2 separate regions of the Mus musculus genome follow, and region 2 is linked to region 1. The links are chromatin contacts, called in public Hi-C maps. All regions are on one chromosome and are shown on one strand. The core of a region is the stretch at or near the end of the contact, and the rest is flanking DNA. Distances in the headings are between cores, read along the strand shown. Region 1 overlaps Usp32 (ubiquitin specific peptidase 32). Region 2 holds the start of 1700125H20Rik (RIKEN cDNA 1700125H20 gene).

The links. A called contact is a pair of places that touch in the nucleus more often than the background predicts.
Region 2: a contact with region 1 is called in a Hi-C map of the P5424 cell line, with 1.9 times the contacts expected there. The contact joins the promoter of 1700125H20Rik here to the enhancer-like site in region 1. A contact is called at or near these places in 6 of 39 promoter capture datasets (cranial neural crest, hematopoietic stem and progenitor cells, liver and 2 more), 1 of 15 datasets of contacts at CTCF or cohesin (the NIH/3T3 cell line), 6 of 484 Hi-C or Micro-C datasets (the AML12 cell line, the BV-2 cell line, the P5424 cell line and 3 more), 2 of 115 datasets of contacts at active chromatin or transcription factors (bone marrow-derived dendritic cells and double positive thymocytes) and 1 of 9 other capture datasets (adipose tissue).

What each region holds. Positions count from the first base shown.
Region 1 is chr11:85,092,409-85,097,526 of GRCm38.p6, reverse strand. All of the region lies in intron 2 of Usp32 (ubiquitin specific peptidase 32), which reads left to right. It also overlaps the pseudogene Gm51870. Among named protein-coding and RNA genes, the nearest start is that of Usp32, 45 kb to the left of the region's middle. Within about 2 kb of position 2,351, at least 7 of the 459 cell types and tissues checked have an H3K27ac peak or open chromatin away from gene starts, as enhancers often do.
Region 2 is chr11:85,168,201-85,173,318 of GRCm38.p6, reverse strand. It overlaps 1700125H20Rik (RIKEN cDNA 1700125H20 gene), which reads right to left and starts at 2,223. Exons shown (of 6, transcript NM_028589.1): 1 at 2,092-2,223; 2 at 384-485; 3 at 1-131. The coding sequence starts at 2,142.

The DNA.
Region 1 (5,118 bases), core at 1,102-3,601:
CAAGGTAATAACTATAGCACACTGTAGTTTGCTTAATAATTGTTTAAACAGGACAGTTTTGGGTTTTTTTGTTTGTTTGTTTGTTTTGGGTTTTTGTTTTTACCATATTTTGACTCTTGTTTACTACACATTTTACATTTAAGAAAACAAGAACACTGAGGGGGAGTAACTTAGTAATTAGAGCAGCTTGCCTAACAGAGCTTTCTTTGTTCTCTTTCTAACACTGAGAGAGAAGCTAGGGGGAACAACATGCTACTAGTTCAAGAATTTTTATGTTCCAAGGGCTTGCAAAAAAGTAGGGAAGCAGCCCAGTTTACCTTCAGAACTGGGAGGATTATCAGTGAGATGAGGAAGATAGTGTGAACCTGTGGGGGTTATTTTGGTGCTGCTGGTGGTGGTGGTGGTGGTGGTGGTGGTAGTAGTTGTGGTTGGCTAGCTTTTAGTTGTTTGAAACAGGGCCTCAAGTTTACTATATAGCAAGACGTGACCTTGAACTACTACTGATCCTCTACTTTCTGAATGCTGGGATACAGGCACGCACTACCATGACAGATTTTCAGAAGTCTTTTTTATTTATGTACTTTTTTTTTTTTTTAATGTATGAGTGCTCTGTCCCCATGCCTGATTCAGGTTGATTATAGCATTCCTATACTTACCCTCAGACTTAATTAGTTTATACTGTAGTGTCAGGAGTCATCTAGGAAAGGCTAAAGGCATGAAAGTAAGTTCTGAAGATGGCCCATCACTTTGCATGACTGTAGTGGGTAAGCTCTGAATTGTAGGGCCTTCAGAGATTTTTATCCCAGGATTGCTTCTTGCTGCTGATAAGCCTTTCCTGCCACTATTACATAGTCTAATGATTCCTGGGCATCAGCCCACCCTATTGGGCAGATTTTCTACAGATCAACAAAGATGTTCTCTTATGTTATGTAGACAAATTGATGGTTCCAAAATTCCTAATAATGATTCTATAGAATTCCTAAATTTATACAAGTAATTTTGAGGCCTCTATAGTATGAAAGCTGCAATTAGAGCTCTGCAAACCTTCATGTGTCATGGCTAATTGCACTCGGATAAGAAAGCAGGCTTGGAACAATTTACAGTCAGGGAAAACATTCTTTCTAGGTTAGCTATGAGATCACTGTCTGGTAACTGAAGGTCATAAACTGGGAATGGACAATTTATTGTAGGTGCAAGGACAGAAAATAAAATTCTGATTGGTATGTGTATGTATGTGTATGTATGTATGTGTATATATATATATATATATATATATATCTTCCAAACTAATGAAACACAAGGAAGTTAGTCTGCCTCTTTGCAAAACATAATAATTCTTAGAATATAAGAATTATTGTTTTAAACTTTTAATGAATTTATGGAGTTAATAATAGATAATGAATATTTAGTCAGGTACTAATTTTAATGGAAACATACATAAACATTTCTGCTGTAACTCCTTATTGATTTATGACTTGAATTAGTATCCTTAACTTGCTATGAACTTACAGAATGTAAAGCTGCTTGGAAAACTATGTGATCAGTTATCCTGAGACAGCATAAGAGCTAACTAAGAATAAGAGCTAAGAAGAATGACAATAATGGAAAAGTGTTTCTTTCTCTCAGCAATAAAGGTTGGAGCTTATTTTTTTTTTCTTTTGCTCCATTCAGAATGAGTGAGTTTTTCTTTCTGTGTGTGTGACTTTCTTTTCCTTTTTCTCTGACTCACAAAAAAACTAATGAGACTTTTAACCTTTAGCTAATCAGTTAGGGGCTCCCAATAAAAGAACAAAGAGACTGAATAAGCTAATTCCTTTTCTTTTCTTTTTTCTTATTAGTACAGTATTTATTTGTCTTCTCTCTGTTAAACCCTGAGCCAAGCACTTTCCCCAGACTTTTTGGGAAAGGAACATACAGGGCAGACAAGACGCAAAAGAACCATGGGAGGTGGAAGTGGAGATAGCTGCTTCACGTGGTGAAGAGGATGAGAAAGGCCACCTTTAGGCAAAAGAGCCCCATGGACTCTGAGGAGGGCAAAGCCCAGAATACATACAAGAAGGGTTGCTTCAGAGAAGGGTTCCTTGCATAGTCAATGATGAGACTGCCAAAACAGTCCCAGTCGCTGCACCAGAGCCGCCACCCCAACTATCACAGCCCCAGCTCCAATGAACTTGGCAGCTGTGTTGATGTCCCTGAAATGGTGCTGGTTTGGGAGCTGCAGCTAGGGATTAGTGAGGTCAGAGGCCGCCAGACCTCCAAGCTCCTGAGTCTTTCATCTGTTGTCATCTGTGGTCAAGTTAGTCCACTGCAGACAGCAACAACTCAGCAGCTGAGAGGTGCTCCCGATCTGGGGGCGGGCAGAGAGGAATTTGGAGCAGGCATACATTTTCAGGGAGAAGGGGAGAGCTGCTCCCAGGGTAGAGAAGACAGCTAATTCCTTTTCTTAATCCCCTGCTGCTGAACAGCAGGAGTTATCAAAAACCGGCAGCTTCTTGCCTTAGAATAGCAAAGAGGTAAAGAAAGGTAAATATTGCCGGGCCTTTAATCCCAGCATTTGGGAAGCAGAGGCAGGAGGATTTCTGAGTTTGAGGCCAGCCTGGTCTACAGAGTTGAGTTCCAGGACAGCCAGGGCTACACAGAGAAACCCTGTCTCACCCCCCCCCCCCCAACAAAGAAAGATAAATATTACCAAAAATAAACAACTTTTATTTTCGTAAAATTAAGTTTTGTCCTTGAAAATGGCTGGTGTACCCATGCATTTCCTCAGTCCTGGCGCTGGACTGGTTCCTGGCAATATAGGTGAAAATACACACAAACATTTGTAGTAGTATGTGTTTAAATCATCTTATAATTATTATTGTTAATTACTCAATATTTTGTCACATTATAATTCAAGTAGAGTTTTGGGGCTAGCCAGGGGAAATCTAATTATAAATGACTAAAAAAAGTTTCCTGTATTTTAGTCATTTTAATAAATGACTGGTTAGTATGGGTGTACATTGGGAATGATTTGTTTATTTCAGATAACTAGAAAGATTTGTGAATTACTTGGGTTAAAGCTTAGTTTTGCTCTTCACTCAGTCTGAATTATCTAGGTAATTTCAATATAAATTATCTAGAGTCCATAGGTTTGGACAGGATAAAACTCACATACAGTCACTTCTCTTTATAGGGAACTACTGAATTTCAAGACGTCAGAGAAATATACCATGCAGAGTGTTCTGTTTCTGTATTTGAAAACTAAGAAAATGTATTTTTCTTTCCAAACCAAAGTATAAATTTTTGATTATTCTTTGATTGACATTTATAGAATGATGTTATTTAATAAATGTAGAAATTATTCTCCTGTCCCATTTTAAATTCCTCAGAGTAATACTCATATGACCGTTTTTTTTTTTTTCTGACTGCATACTTCTTTCTTGAAATATAACTATCAAGATTAGACACACTGGAGAAATGGCTCAGTGGTTAAGAGTGCTTTTGCTCTTCCAGAAGCCCTGAGTTCACTTCCCAACATCCACATCACAGCTGCCTTCATCTCCAGCTCTAGGGGATCCAACTCCCATTATGGCTTCTATGGGCACCCATACACACATGGCATGCGCATGCACACACAGACACAGACACATAGACAAATCTTTTTTTAAAAAAATCAGACACTATAAAATTTTTTTTGAGTTTAATAAGTATTGGCATAAATTTTTTGCAACCTTTTAAAAGATTTATTTATTATATGGAAGTACACTGTAGCTGTTTTCAGACACCCCAGAAGAGGGCATCCATTACAGATGGTTGTGAGCCACCATGTTGTTGTGGGATTTGAACTCAGGACCTCCAGAACAGCAGTCAGTGCCCTTAACTGCTGAGCCAACTCTCCAGCCTGCAACCTACTTTTAATAAGGGTTTAACCTATCATCTAGCCACCACCCAGCAGAAGTAATAGACAAATTATTAGGATATAAGTGAAGTGGACACATAGTTCAGCAATAGTTCTTTGGCAGCAGTTCACTCTCATAGCAAACACCAAATACAATTCTGCAGCTGCTGAATCCAGTCCTCTAGGCAGGCAGACACCAGCCATGAACTGGCAACTACAGTATAGTCCTTAAGAAGCTGCCAGACTAGCCAATTGGCCTGAGGCAAGGCCACAGAAGCAAGCTGCAGGCTGCTGCAGGAACTTTGAGAGCAGTTCTTGAGCAAGTTTCTTTGATGTAGTATTATCACAAGTTGAGCTCAACAATGCTATGTAAGGCAAGCCAATACATGCATGTCTTTGGGGAAGAATAGCGAGGTGGAACAAACCAAACCAAAACTCAGTGCTTGTTTCCCACTGTCTGTGGGGTCATATTTGTACTCCTTCATCCCAGGTCTTTTCGCATGTTTGCTATATCAGAACATAAACATTCTTTTTACCTGTGTCTGCTTTAGGAAAACATTCTTTCACCTGTTTGCTTTAGCAAGATATCCTTTCACCTGTGTGCCCCAGCAAACCATCATTTGACATAGCTTTCGAAAGAAACTGGAAGTTTCCACTTCAAGTCTTTTTGTTTTCCACTTATTTATCCACTTACCTACATCCCAGTTGAAGCCCTCCTCCCTCCTCACCTCCCAGTGCCTCCCTAACAAATTCCATCCATTTCTCAGAGAAGAGGAAGCCCCCCATCGGTACCCTAGGACATCAAGTTGCAGCAGGACTAAGTACATCTTCTCCCACTGAGGCCTGATCAGGCAGTCTAGATAGGAGAAAGAGATCCAATGGAAGGAAGTTAACAGAATTAGAGCCAAGCCCCTGCTCTAATTGTTAGGGGACCCACATGAAGCCCAAGCTGCTTATCTGCAACAAATGTGTAGGGGGCCTAGGTCTAGCACCAGCATGCTCTTTGGTTGGTGGTTCAGTTTCTCTGAGCCCCATGGGCCCAGGTTAGGTGACTCTGTAGGTCTTCTTGTGACGTCCTCAGCCCCTCCAGTTCCCGAAATCCATTCCATCCTCAATTCTCTCACAAAACTCCCTGAGCTCCACCTGATTTTTGGCTATAAGTCTTTGCATGTGTTTCCATCCGCTGCTGGATGTAACCTCACAGGAGATAGTTATGTTAGGCTCCTGTCTGCAAGCATAGG
Region 2 (5,118 bases), core at 974-3,473, 76 kb before region 1:
AAGGTGTTAATATGGCCCCCTAGGGCCTCAAGGCTCTGCTTCGTATACTTTATCCTTTTCTTCTGGGGAAGGTCCTTGGGCAGGTTCAACTTTCGAAGGAACTTCTTCAGAGGCCTCAGGTATTCTTTACACTGAGAGGTCACAGGCAAGGTGAGGGGCTGAGGGGTGTGGAGGAAAGGCAGGTGGACAGACCCCAGTGCCTGACAAGTTGGCCTGACTACAGTTCTTAATGGACCACAAAGGGCTGTGTGCTCACAAGGCTCCAGTGGGTCCCCTCCCCATTTCCATCCTGACTGTGACAGATCAGGTGGTGGGAGAGGAGGGTCAGAAGCCTCCTGATCCCTCCCAGGCTAGGGGGACAAGGTTTCAGGCTGGCTCCTTACAATTTTGAAGGTATCCTGGCTCAGGCCCTTGGCATGACGGACCAGAGCATCTCCCGTGGGCACGGTGCTGGAGCTCCTCTCTAAACAGGGAACGCTCCCCACCTGGAAGGAGGGGCACAGTCAGAGAGGGGCTTGGGCCTGAGGACCAGTGCTGGGCAGATACTGGCAAATGACAACCAAGGCCTTCTTTATTTTCCCTATGATCTCTCTCTCTCTCTCTCTCTCTCCCTCCCTCTCTCAAAACATTGCCAGGTCAGTGAGTCTGGCCCAAAAGACCCCATCTTTGAAAACCTCTCCTTGGAAAACCTAAAATATTTTACCTATTTCTTTCATAATTATTCTTGGCTATACTGAGAAACATTGTAAAGCTCTTGATAAACATTTACTAATTTTCTTTTCCCACAAAGACTGTGAGGTTAGCTACCATTTCCTCTGGTTATAACTGAGAACTCCCAGGCACAGAAAGAATTCTGTGACTCCTCAGGGGGATGGGCAACAACCATGTTTCCTTTCTTTTCTTCTTCTTCTTCTTCTTTTTTTTTTTTTTTTTTTTTTTTTTTTTTTTTTTTTTTTTTGGTTTTTTGAGACACAGTTTCTCTGTGTAGCCCTGGCTGTCCTGGAACTCACTCTGTAGATCAGGCTGGCCTCGAACTCAGAGATCTGCCTGCCTTTGCCTCCTGAGTGCTGGGATTAAAGGTGTGTACCACCATGCCCGGCCCATGTCTCCTTTCATTTGGACATACCGAGGTGCCAGGCCAATGTCTATGCATCTCTAAATGTTAGCATCATGGCATGCATGAAGGGCACCCGGTAAAGGGTGGTGGTGGTAACAAGGGACTTGTGACACAAAGTGAAGCAAAGGGAACTGAAAACTAGTGGTGACAAAGGGTCTGAAATATTACTGATTTAGCACAGGATTATTAGACTGGTGTTAACTGGGTTTGAAACTTAAAGTTTCTTGTCTTTTTTCATTTTTGTTTGCTTGTGTTTTGGGATTTTTGTTTGTTGTTTAGGATTTTTTGTTTGCTTGCTTTTTTTCCTCCCCCAAACAATGAAACCACTTTCTCTGTGCAGCCCTAGCCGTCCTGGAACTCACTCTGTAGACCAGGCTGGTCTTGAATTCACAGAGCTCCATCTGCCTCTGCCTCCTAAGTGCTAGGGTTAAACTCACATTTTCAAAGCCTCTCAGAACAATTGGATTACTTGCCGTTGGAGTTCAGGAGAGGAAGAGCCACACTCAGAGCACTCTGAAGGGAAGCTAGGTAAAGTAGGTACAGGACAGGTTCCCCCCAACTGTAGAGAGTGGGGGACTTTGGCTAACTCCATAAACACAGCACATAACTGAACAGAGACCGTAACACATACGTGTGCTCACATGGACATGGGTAACCCTTTATAACTAATGATCAAATGGGACTTCTCACTGTCTTGACAGAAACACAGCTTTGATAAACACGTTTCCTACTTGCTTACCCCTGCTTTGCGGCTCTGGGGAGTCAAACCCAGGACTAGGGCAGGCAAGCTCTCTACTCCTGAGCTACACCCTGGCCCAACTGTCTGAAGGAATTGTGTTCTCTTGTTCTTTGGGGCTTTTGCCAACCCACATACTCCACCATTTTCTCATCTTGTCTCCTTCCTTGAATTTCATGTTCGTGGCTTTCCAAAACCAGCCCTTCCCTGGTTCCCTCACATCCCAGCCTCACTTCACCTTCTCTAGTGGCTTGTCTCCTTCACCCCCTTGCCAATCTGAGGCTTCCATCTCAACAGCTGGGTGGGCAGACACCAGGATAGCACAGTCTCAGGTTCCCCACAGACTTCTAACTTACTGCTTCTGTGACCTGAGTGCCCCAGGTAGTGGGCAGGTTGGCTCCAGAACTCGGAGCAAAACCATGGCAACTGCCAACACAGAGCTCAGGCCCCTCTCTACCCTGTTCACTCATGCCTCAGGGTGGCAGCCAACTATCTCCTTCAGCTGGGATCTGGACTAGGTAAGTCAGTGAGCCACGTGTGCTGTCCCCCCCACCCCACTTTTTTTTGGGGGGGTTGTGTGTCAGTGCTTACAGCTGACTAGGACCAAATGGCACACCTCTGGCCAGAAGCTATTGATTTTAAACCTCGGTAAAGTTTCTGAAGTAATTTTCCTGGATGGACACCACTCCGCAGTTATTCCGGAGGCTTATTGAGAGAGAAAGTGTGTGTATTGGGGGCGCGGGGGCGGGGAGGGGAGAGTTGTAACAGTCTTTTCCAGAACAAAGGACTAAAAGGTGTGCTGAAAGAGAGAATGGAATATAATAAATCTCTACTGAAATACACTGCTAGCGCCCTGTAGCCATCTAGTTAATAAATGATTGTGTGGAGTGATGTTTGGGTTGCTTTAAGGGCACTTACAAAAGTACCAGCTGGCATGTATTTCATTAATCTCACCAAAACCTTCCTGGGAGTAGGTGCCAAGTAGTGACCCTGTTTCATAATGAGCCTGGGTAGCCGAGGTCCTATCACTTGCCTTAAGTCAGTGGCCACTGAAACAGAAGTAAGGCTTTTGGTTGGATTCGGAGTGCTCTGGCTTCTCCAGCATGCCAGCGGGAGGCCGGGGCGACCGAGCAAACACTTATCAGCAGTGTCTTGAGCTGCAGGCATGGTTCCGGCTGATGGGTGCTCAGCCGCTCGGTCAGGACAAGCTTTGTCCCTAGCAGGGCACCAGCGCCCCCTCGTGTCTTTCCCCAGCTAGCGTAGCGAGTTGCCCGGTGTAAAAGACCGTTGCAGCTGCAGTTTATCCATTTAAGCCATGTTTCCCCTGGAACGCTGGGTTCCATCTCCAGGGCCTCTTGGATGTCGCTCAGTTTGATCATGTTCTCCCTATTCTTTGGTGGCCTCTGGGTCAGCCAATAGAACTTCCCTCTGTCCATCTAGCCTCACAGGTCAGGACATGGCAGCTCTTACCAGCTCCAAGGCTGGACAGGCCAGGAGACCCTGGGGTTTGGGGCGAGTTCCTTTTCTGTCCAGAAATAAACTATTCTCTGTACTATTATGTTTAGCAAATTGTGGAGAGGAGATGGGGACAATCAAAGTCCCTACTTCTCTGCTTCACTTTGGAAGACCTGCTCCCTGAGGATTATTTCACAGCTAAGGACAACCATGTTGGTAAGAGGAAGGCAAAAGAAAGCCTCCTAGACACTCTATAAAATTGTCAGTAAACAATGTGTTTGAAAATGTAGAACATGCATTACCTCTGTCCATCCTGGGGAGAGCCTTAAGGAGAAAAAAATTGACAATAGTGGCATTCTGAAGATGTCACTAGGATAAATAAAATGTTATGTCACATATCTGTCCCCCGTGTCCAAGTGCTATTCTACGCCTAAAGCTCCTGAGCTGAGAGCAGCAGCATGTGCACACGGTTCCGTTTTTGAATATGCACTAAAAAGGTGTTGGAGTATATGCTCCAAAAGCCCCCAGGGGATGGCCCTCATTCTGCTTCCTCTGTCCTGCTGCTAAGCTGGCCAGGGCGGGACCTTGTAATAGTCGTGTCCAGGAAGGCACAAGACCTAGGACTGTTGTAAGGTCAAGGCCAGTCTGGACAACACAGCACAATTTTGTCTCAAAAAACAAAACTTAAAAATGTATTATGAAGAGACAGTGGAAAGACTGGAGTGGGAGGACAAACTAGGAGGGGGATAGTTGGCAGAGTGCTTTCTTATCACGCAGAATGTCCTGGGTTTCATGCCCAGCACTACAGAAACCAGACGCACATGCCTGTAATCTCAGCATTCTGGAGAAGGGAGAAGACTATTACAAGTTCAAGTCCAGCCTGGCCTATTGTCAGTACAGATTCAGTTTTAGTCACCCAGACTACATGGATATTCTGTCTCAACAAATAAACAAACAAACAAACAAAACCCCAAACCCCCAAAATTGTCACATACATCATCCAAAAGTGGCATGAGATATGAAATAACACTGAAAAAAATTTTAAAAAGATTTGAATAAACACATACATGTGTATATTACTTGTATATACACACACCTACATTTGAAAAAGAAACAGATGTTTTAAAAACAAAAGGCTTAGCTATTCTGGTCTCTTCATTCACTCTCTTCTCCAACCCCTTTCACTCCAAAAGCCTCCAGTAAGTCCCAAGCTCTGCATGGCTGCCCTATTTACATGATGGCTTACTCTCAAGCCTGGGGAGTAGCCTGAACCGACAATTGATAACAGCCAGAGAAGTGGCTCAAATACAACTGTAAGTAAAACCAAACACAAATCCATTGCTTTTGGGAAACATTCAAAATTCAATTGGTCAGAATAAAATTTTTCTGTAGGGCAAGTTAACTCATCTAACAGTGTTATTCATTGCAACATATATTTCTAAAAGCTATAAATCATGGGATAGTGAGATGGTTCAGTGGATAAGGGCTTTGCCTCCAAGTGTGATGACAGCCTGAGTTTGACCACTAGGACCCACATGTGCAAGCAAAGAATCAACCCTCCAAATTGTCCTTTGGCCAGATGGTGGTGGCACATGCCTTTAGTCCCAGAACTTGGGAGACAGAGGCAGGAGGATCTCTGTCTTTGAACCCAGCCAGGTCTACAAATCAAGTTTCAGGACAGCCAGTGATGCACAGAGAAACTCTGTCTCAAAAAACAAAACAAAAATTGTCCTCTGATCTACACACACACACACACACACACACACACACCTCCCCACAAAGTGTTTTTTAAACCTACTCACCAGGTTTA